Regions from separate parts of the Zea mays genome. Here region 2 is linked to region 1. Evidence: chromatin contacts called from public Hi-C data. All regions are on one chromosome and are shown on one strand. The core of a region is the stretch at or near the end of the contact, and the rest is flanking DNA. Distances in the headings are between cores, read along the strand shown. Region 1 overlaps LOC100274475. Region 2 holds the start of LOC103631564.

Region 1 (4,448 bases), core at 946-3,445:
TTTGACTCTTGAGTCAGTGGCGGAGCCGCTATCCACCCCCGTGGGCCACTGGCTGGGCTCATTGGCGAAGTTCAAATGAAATATTTCTTTATATCAAAGAAAAATACTATAATTTGCTAGCTAAATATTTTTGCATAATGAGGTCGCCCAGACTCCTGAAAGCTTTTGGCTACGCTACTGTCTCCAGTTGAACTTTTTTGTCGTTGAATACACAAGCAGGAGAGCTACGGGTCATTGCATTAATGAGAAGTATTTAGAGTACAACCCTTACAAGCACACAACCAAACATATATTGAACTGGTTCTATTGAGAATGCTATAGTGATAGGTTGATAGTATAACATGATGGATTTTAAACCCGCCATGTCTAATGTAGCAAATAGTTAAGGGCTACACGGATTTCCAGACTTTATATAGTACAGTAAAATGAGCTTTCTTGTATAAGCCGTCAAGACCACTCAAAGACTCTAGTTTTCTTGAACTGAAATTTATTGACCATATGAACTAAACTAAAAGCACTAAATCATTTGTTACCATATAAGCATTATATTTTATGAAATATCAACGAATTTGAAGATTTGAACAAACAAGAAAGGCAATAATTATCCTGAGTGTGAAGCAAGCACATTCAGAGTAGTGGACCAACTCTAGCTTTTGGAAAACTTTAATGTAAACCCTATTATTGTGCCTGACTGCATGTTCCTGTATGTACCCTATATGAGCTAATTACATGCCCTGTCTTCACCACAGGAAAAAGAAATTTACTGAGAACCTTCTTTCAGCAGATCTTCATGGGGCCCTTCTAATAGGTGATCCATATGCTGGCTTACTTTATTCAACTTTCTTTTAATCCAATCATGCTTATATGTCTTTGAGGTATCCAGTGGCAGAATGCAAAGCTGCTTCATATAAAGGTGTAAACGGCATCATGATTCGGGATACTGCAGAGACGTTTGGAATTATATCCGAGGACAACCGCTTCCGAGGTATGTATCCTTCTCTTTTTGGTGCTGTATTGTGAATCACTTGCATTAGCTGTATTTTATTTTGTGTAACAAAATGGCTCTTAAAGTGATTAATCAGCCTTGTTCTATTGCTATATTCCATGCACTGTAAAAATTGAGTGATTAACTGTATTTTATTTTGTGTAGCAAAAATTGAGTGGCTTGTATACAATTAATCCTTCTTCTATAGCTCTACCTCCATAGGATACATGTTGAGTTGTGAAATAATTGCTTGTGATTCATAGCCTTTGTTCTGACCGAAACACTTTTACAGCGCATGATCTGAAAATTTTATGGTCAGAGGTTCATGCAGCCATGATTTTTCATCTGCTTACAAACACATCAAATGTTATAGTCAAAGGCTTGCTGTTGTTGGTATCTGTTGTGCTTGTGAAATTCAGATACACTAACTGTAGACTTTCTGAACAACTTACTACTTTGGAACCTGCAGTTGTACCAAAAGCTGGTTCAGTGTTCGTACTTCAAGCAGATCGCTGGAAGTTCACACTGATTGGCGACAAGCTCTCGCCCAGGGAGAAGTTGAAGGAGGATCAGCGTCAACAACGTGCACAATCGCTAATCAGATAGTTTCCAATGTGCCAGCTGTTCTCTCAAAATTTTTGCTCCACGAAATACTTGCTTTTGTTTAGCTGTTTTACCCTTTTTAGTTTGCCTCTAACATTGAAGGTAGATAATGGGTGTCTGTTTTTGCAACTATTGATTTTATTTTACACAGCAAGATGTAACTGCAACGGCCACGCCGTCATTGTTTAACTGTCATTCATGCTCTCCATGATAAATATATAGAGTTAATAGGAATGGGAATGAGGTTGACCTACTAATTTGTCACTACAGAATCTGCCTTCAGCGGTCCACTAAAACTTTAGTATTGTACATATAGGGTCTGATTGGTTTACTGCGTCCACACATACAGTCTCACGTGAGCCTGGTCGGTCAGGTACGGCTATTTCTGGCGTATGTGCAGATGCAGGTAAATAACATTAGAATGACTTATTTTGCATCCACTCATGCAACTATAATTTCTCGTGTACAGACAACCAAACAAACTCTTACCCAAAGTCAACGCACATGCTGATTCAGGATGGAATGGTGCGGGCAACCAATCATGTGGATATTCTTCAACTAGATCCAGGCTCGAGACTAGAAACCAGCTCCAGGATCTGTGAGAAGTACTACACTAGCATTCTGGCCCACAGCAGTGAGGCACTGTGGGCCGCTCCTTCGGTAGTGTCATATCCATGGTGTCATGCTATAAGAAAAACAAATAGATGAAGGTCCATTTCCACTTTAGCTTTGGCGTTTCATGATTAACATGCTTATGTAGACTAATATTATTTACTAGTGTTTTCAGATATAATTCAAAAATGAATTTTGACTTAGGCAAAGCGATTATCCGAATGGTCAACACACCTTAAGCAAGACATTAGGTTGAAGATCTACAAGAATATACAAAAGTTTAAAGGACCAGACAGAATCAAGTCTCGCATGAAGATCATGAAGAAACTAATAAGTGAAAAGGATGCGGTTGGAGAAAACCCTAGTTGGCATCAGCAAGGGTATTATACCAAGCATCGGACCATATGATACAACTATCCAGGGTAAGTAGGGCGCAGGACCGAGAGAATAACAGGACGTCGAACCAAATGAAGACATTGATCATGCTCTAAAAAGCGTCGATCCAAGACGGCTTAAGAGCATCGGACAATCAGATGTAGGGTCCGACGGTAGATAGAGAGGTTCCAAAGAAGGAAAAGAGATGTTGGACTGGTCCAATGAAAAGCATCATAGTGTGCACTACAGAGGCGCGCTCCAACTGTTTGCAACGGATATTGCTTACACCGTAGCCATTGCGAGGTGTTGTACCTTGACGGATTGTCCAGTGGTAAGCAAAGATGGTTGTTGTAGTTGCAACGAGTATATCACTCCATGGGAGCAATAAATAGACCCAACCAACCATTTTAGGGGAATGGGAGCTAAGAAACATATATAATATGTGGAGACTCGGCTCATTAATATTTGCTCTGATACACCCAATTGATCAAAAAATCGCTCGATCATTAGCGTATGTGCAATGCTTAGGCTAGCTAGACCATCACTTATAGCGCTTGCTCTAAGTTTAGACCTAATGTTTAGTGAGGCTTGCATACTTCAAAGTTCAAACCACTTGGTGCTTCACACAACATTAGAGTTGTATTTGGATGGTCTTGTAGTCTTGCGACATCATACCAACTGTTTTTATAGTGTGGTCGCCATCGTGTACTAGAGGGAATAAATCCTACGATGTTTCAACTAGAAACTTGATAGTGAAGATAGCGAGGAGTAATTCGGCAGAGGCTATTTTAAAGATTCACTTGTGCGTGAAAAAGGTTTGTGGCTGTCTAGGAGGTGACCCAACCGAGAGCTTGACCGTCGCATGGGCATCCGTGCGAGAGGATCTAACAAGAACTAGGTAGAAACTTGCACATTTTTCGATACCTTGGTAAAAATACCAACGCCATCGAATAGGAGCTTGTATCCCTATCACTGTTTAACTTTTATATTTACATTGTGTATCTTGGTTGTGTGCTTTACCTTCATAGTTTAGGCTAGTTGGTAGAGCCTAGGTTGCATAACTCTTTTGCGGCAAAAATAGCAACACACCTAGCAAAATTATAGGTGCACTTCTAGATAGATTACTTTCTCATAAGTTCTGATTAGGTAAATATTATAGGCTTTAGTTTAAAAAGTAATTTTAAGTTTCCTAATTTATCCCACCTCTTAGGTGTCATCATCCCTTCAAGTAGTACTAGGTTTGTGCCCGTGCGTTGCAACGGGAGTACGCTGGGATGAGCATCGACACATATCTGAGCGGATCTTATATTTTCTTGGGGGTCTAGAGAAAGTTTGCTCGGAAGCCAAACATGTTAAGACCTGAGCATGTGTTACCCTTGTGCCCCATCAGCACAGTGGATTGCTCGGGGCCGCGCGCGGGGGATTGAGCTCGGGGCTTTCGGTTTGCGGAGGAGTATGCGGCGGTCGCGGCACGACGGACGGATTACGACGGGGGAGTAGACAATCAACGACTTGCTCGGGATTGCTCGGGGGACGCGACGAACGGATTGCGGCGGGGTTTGCTCGGGGGCGGCTGCGGGGTTCCACGGGTTGTGCAGGGCATGCGGCGGGCGGTTCGCGGCGTTGCGATGGTCGCGACGCGATTCGCGGAGGGATTTGCGGGCTTGAGGATCGCGACGGTCGGAGGTTTGCGGATGGGCGGACGGGTATCACAGCGAGGCGGGCGGGCGGGAGGTTTGCGGCGGACATGGCTCTCGCGGAGGTTTGCACAGGCGGGGTTTCCGGAGGTCGAGCAGGCGGAGGCGGGGGCGGGGGCAGTCTAGAGTAAGCGCTTAATAGTTAGTAGAGATACTACTATTATATTATTCCCTCT
Region 2 (4,448 bases), core at 588-3,087, 94 kb after region 1:
ATCATATATTGACAGGTCAAAACAATGGGTTGTCCTCCATGGTACTGCTCACAAATTTTCAGAATAAGATCTTGTTCTGGCACCCTCACAAGTGATTGAATATCCCACTCCTCTTGAATACTGACAGCAAAACTGAGATCAAAGTCAGGCTCAACAATAGGGTCCATCTTATCATCATACACATACTCTCTACCACTTGCTCGCTCCTGTGATAGGCCATCTTGCAAATTGATGTTGACAGGCATCTCATTCACGTGATCTATAGCAACCCCAAAGAGAAAAGGAGTGTTTATCTCAAGAGTTAGCTCATCACTCATGCTTGCCTTGCAAACTGCTTTGCTATCTTCATCGAGCCCTTCCACAAAAACATGGTCTGCATCGACCAATCCAAACTCTTTGAAATCCGAGGAGTCATCCACAACCTGCTCATCAACTGGGTACTCCCCGCCAGAAACCAGCAGTCCCAATAAGTCATTGTCCATGTCAAGCTCGGATGACATTTCCTCGTCCCATACAACCTTGCCAAGTATTTCATCATACACCTGTGCCTCGCTCTCAGACAACACTGTGCAGACCTTCTTGTACTGGGTCTGGTCCTCCACCTCAGCTAGCTGCTGCAATAAGCCATCATGTGTGTTGCCATCTGATGCTAGTTCCTCATCCCATACGATGTTATCGAAAGGCATTTTCTCACGAAATTTCTCTGCATCTTTGTTCTCTACCATCTCATTTTCAAGAGGCACCATAGAAGCAGCATTCACGTGAAGCTCTAAAGCAAACTGAGTGCTATTAACATGAGGTAACTCATCATGGATGTCTGGATCGGCAACTCGCTTGGTTTCCTTATCAACTATGGACTCTTCACCACGAGCTAGCAGATCCAATAAGCCTTCAGACCACCTCAGACAAGCCTCACACTCTACACCGCTGATGTAGCAGCCACGACCATGGTGATCTGACCGCGCCCTCGATGTGCATGTCGACTGGAAGTCGAGCTCAACTCGACCCATGCTGCGGATCGACGTCTCTGATGGGAATCTGCGCTGCGTGCCTGCAGGAGTCGAGCGCCGCCGTCGCTCACTGCCTGTCGTACTCGCGAACCCGCCACCGGAGGAAGCGCCGACAGGAGTCACTGCAGCACCGGGGAGTCGTTGCCGCGGAACGAAACGGCGCCCGAGCCGAACCGGACCTCTGGAACCGCCGCATGCGCCTCCAATCGCCGCGAGGAGGGCCGATCCGCGCGCGCCCGCGTCGGATCCGTGTGCGGGGAGGCCGGAGAAGATGCACCGCCGGCCGAATCGAGGCCGGAGAGATGCGTCGCCGGCGAGTGGGGCCCGCAGCGCCGCCGACTAGGGTTGGGCTTGCTGGAGCACGGGAAGAAGGGAGCAGATGGGGCAGGGCGGGTCGGGGCTGGATCAGGGCACCGCGCGTCGGAACGGCGCTCGAGCAACCCGTGCCCAGGAACACCAGCGAAGACGAGGTGGAGAGCACCGCCGCCGCTGCAACAGCACCGCTGCAACACCCACGCCGAGGATAACTGGCTCTGATACCACTGTAATACCCGTGGCTACACCGGCGAGATCAATCCGGGAGCGTGAGTAATTGCAGGGGAAATCGAGAGGGGGATAGGATCTCACAGCCAGAGGAGGAAGACGAGCTTCCTGTGTTCCTCGGTCTTTCTTCTTTCTGAATAATTTCCTGTCCTCTGCATCGATGCCTCAGCTCCTCTTTGTCCTCGTGGTCTTTGGCTTCAGCAATTGGGTTGGATAGAGTGGGCTTCGGCCTTGGCAAATGGGCAGGTAGGCTGGGCTTCTTCTGGGCCACACTTGGGTCATGACACGCCTCCACCTCCACAGCCCTCGTCCCCGCCGCAGGCGCCGGCGCGTCCTCGCGCCTCTCCATCCCCAACCCGTCTCTCAAGGACCTCCGGTCGCTGCTGGCGCCGGACTCCGCCGCCACAGCCCCGCCCTCCGCCTCCCCGTCGCCGCGCGTCTTGCACCGCATCCGCGTCGCCGCCTCCGCGCTCCGGGCCCTCCGCACGCTCCACCAGCCCCCGTCCCGGCCTCCGGCGGCGCCCGTTGGCAAGGACAAGGAGCCGGTGCCGGGCGGCGGGCGGGTGGTGCTGTACTTCACGTCCCTCCGCGTCGTCCGCGGCACCTACGAGGACTGCCGCGCGGTGCGCGCCATCCTGCGCGGGCTCCGCGCGGCCGTCGACGAGCGCGACCTCTCCATGGACCCCGGCCACCTGCCCGAGCTCGCCGCGCTCCTCCCCCGCGTGGCGCTGCCCCAGGTCTTCGTCGGCGGCCGCCACCTCGGCGGCGCCGACGAGGTCCGGCGCCTCCACGAGTCCGGGGAGCTCCGCCGCATCGTCGCCCCCGCTCCCGGGCCCGCGTTCTCCGGCAGCTGCGCCCGCTGCGGCGGCGAGCGCTACCTGCTTTGCGGCGCCTGCGACGGCAGCCACAAGCGGTACAGCCTCAAGGGCGGCGGCGGGTTCCGCGCCTGTGCCGAGTGCAACGAGAACGGGCTCGTCCGGTGCCCCGCCTGCTGCGTACCCGTTCCCGTCGCCTGATCTAGATCCACGATCCACCTGGTACTGGTTTTCTGTTTAATTATTATTCAAACTCTACTAGCTGTACTCTGTACACAGACTGCTATGGAGCTTGATGAGGAGGAGAAAGCTGTCACTCAGTACACAAATGTTGGTCATGTTTGGAAGAGTCAAACATTTTTAACTTTGACTGTATTTATATAAAAAGTATTTATATTTATATTACATATTGAATATCATTAGATAAATCTTTAATCTATTTGTAGTAAAACATTTTAAGATATAATTGTTGCTAATATAATTTATAAATCTAGTCAAACTTTATGAATACCGACAAACATTTGTGGACGAATAGTGATCGGTGTTCTTGTACCGATTCAGTAAAACTTACTAGTGATTAGTGTCATCTGGAGTTATTTTCCTCCGACCTTGGATTAGAGTATAGCAGTATAACTAGAACAGTCCTTGCAGTTCCAGTACTAGTAGGACTATAGGAGTCAGATCACGGTTCCGGTTCTTGTTCGTTTTGTTGGGAACGGATCCTTTGGAACTGTTTCACGTGGAATGTTAGTTTTATTAGGCCTTATTCGTTTCCGTCGGATTGCACCCGGAATCGTTCCAGCTAATCAAAGTTTATATAAATTAGAGAAGCAATCCGGTCAGAAATTGTTTCGACCCACCAATCCGGCAGAAACGAACAAGGCCTTAGTATTAAAATTGATGAGCAGAAATAGTTTCAGGTCTTAATCCGAGCCAACCGAATAGACACTAAAAGTTCTGGTTGTTGTATGCATCTACACGTACGTTTATTATTAGAAGGTTATTGTCAGTGGAAGCTTCATTGCAGTGTTTCAAAAATAACACATCAGTTTTTGTCTATAAAACTTTATTTTCGTCCTTGAAACTCTCAATCTCTCACATCATAAATATCGAGTCATGTCATCAAATACGTTTACATGTCATCTAATTTAATGAAAATGAAATTAGATGAGAATGGAACTATGATGAATGAGAAACTTCCGATGGGAAGGCCCTAAGGTATGAATTAGTACAAGACGTGAACTCCCTGGTGCCTCCGCTTCTTTCCATAATTCCATTCCATTGCGTGTGTGGTTACTGCTGGTCGACGGATTGTTTTCGCGTCCATAATAATACAGCGGTTGGTTGGTCGTTGCAACCTGCAAAGCGCCCTGCACGATACGCGGCGTCGCGAGGAGCCGTCATCATCCGGGGGGTGTCTGCTGCATTTACGATTGATTGCTCCTCCTTGCTACGCTGTGTTCCGCGGAAGCGATTGCGGACAGGTGTATCCGTCACGTCACAGAATCCGCTTGTGCGATCTGCAAAACTTGTTCCAACTGCTGCCTGCTGGTGGAGTGCTGGCCAATCATGTGATGCTCATTCCCGCCAAGTCAGAGCGAAGCGGCAGATGAACGCGTCCCGCCGTCGACCGGGTAGCACGGAGATCGCCTCCAATGCTGCCTGCACTGGTGGTGCCTGGTGCGATTGGGACTGGGTTCTGCTAAACTATCTTTTAAAAGAAATCAAGACTCCGTTACATTTTTAAAAAATTTAGCTGCGCGCACATGGTGGTCTGGTCTTGTGCCGTGCCGTGACATCGGGTTCGCCATGCGGCCCGCGCAACCCGGTGGGCCGGCAGTGGAAGATGATTCATGGAGGCGAGAGCGATCACTGGCGATGGCAGTGGCGACTGTCCAGGCCTCCGCTTTTTCAATTTACCTTTTCCTCGTGATCTCGTCGCTTCGTGACCCGGTCCCCATACATCGACCGCCGTGCTCCAGCCGTGGCTTTGATCACGGTTCAAACAAAGTGAATTTCCTGGCGGGAATCGGAGGACTAATATGAGTTTGGGTGGATAAAAGCCCTGTTTGGTTAATAC

Evidence for each region. Hi-C and Micro-C count contacts between places; a contact is called where the count stands out from the background.
Region 2: a Hi-C map of leaf shows a contact between it and region 1, with 5 times the contacts expected there. The contact joins the promoter of LOC103631564 here to the enhancer-like site in region 1. A contact is called at or near these places in 4 of 25 Hi-C or Micro-C datasets (ear, leaf and tassel).

What each region holds. Positions count from the first base shown.
Region 1 is chr6:164,322,651-164,327,098 of Zm-B73-REFERENCE-NAM-5.0, forward strand. It overlaps LOC100274475, which reads left to right. Exons shown (of 9, transcript NM_001148834.1): 7 at 750-808; 8 at 884-985; 9 at 1,455-1,820. The coding sequence ends at 1,591. Among protein-coding and RNA genes, the nearest start is that of LOC100274475, 11 kb to the left of the region's middle. Within about 2 kb of position 2,196, at least 16 of the 20 cell types and tissues checked have an H3K27ac peak or open chromatin away from gene starts, as enhancers often do. A contact at or near this core is called in ear, leaf and tassel, where this site is marked.
Region 2 is chr6:164,417,142-164,421,589 of Zm-B73-REFERENCE-NAM-5.0, forward strand. It overlaps LOC103631564, which reads left to right and starts at 1,838. Exons shown (of 1, transcript XM_008652446.2): 1 at 1,838-2,787. The coding sequence starts at 1,838. The coding sequence ends at 2,569. It overlaps LOC100502152, which reads right to left and starts at 894. Exons shown (of 1, transcript NM_001196630.1): 1 at 1-894. The coding sequence starts at 746.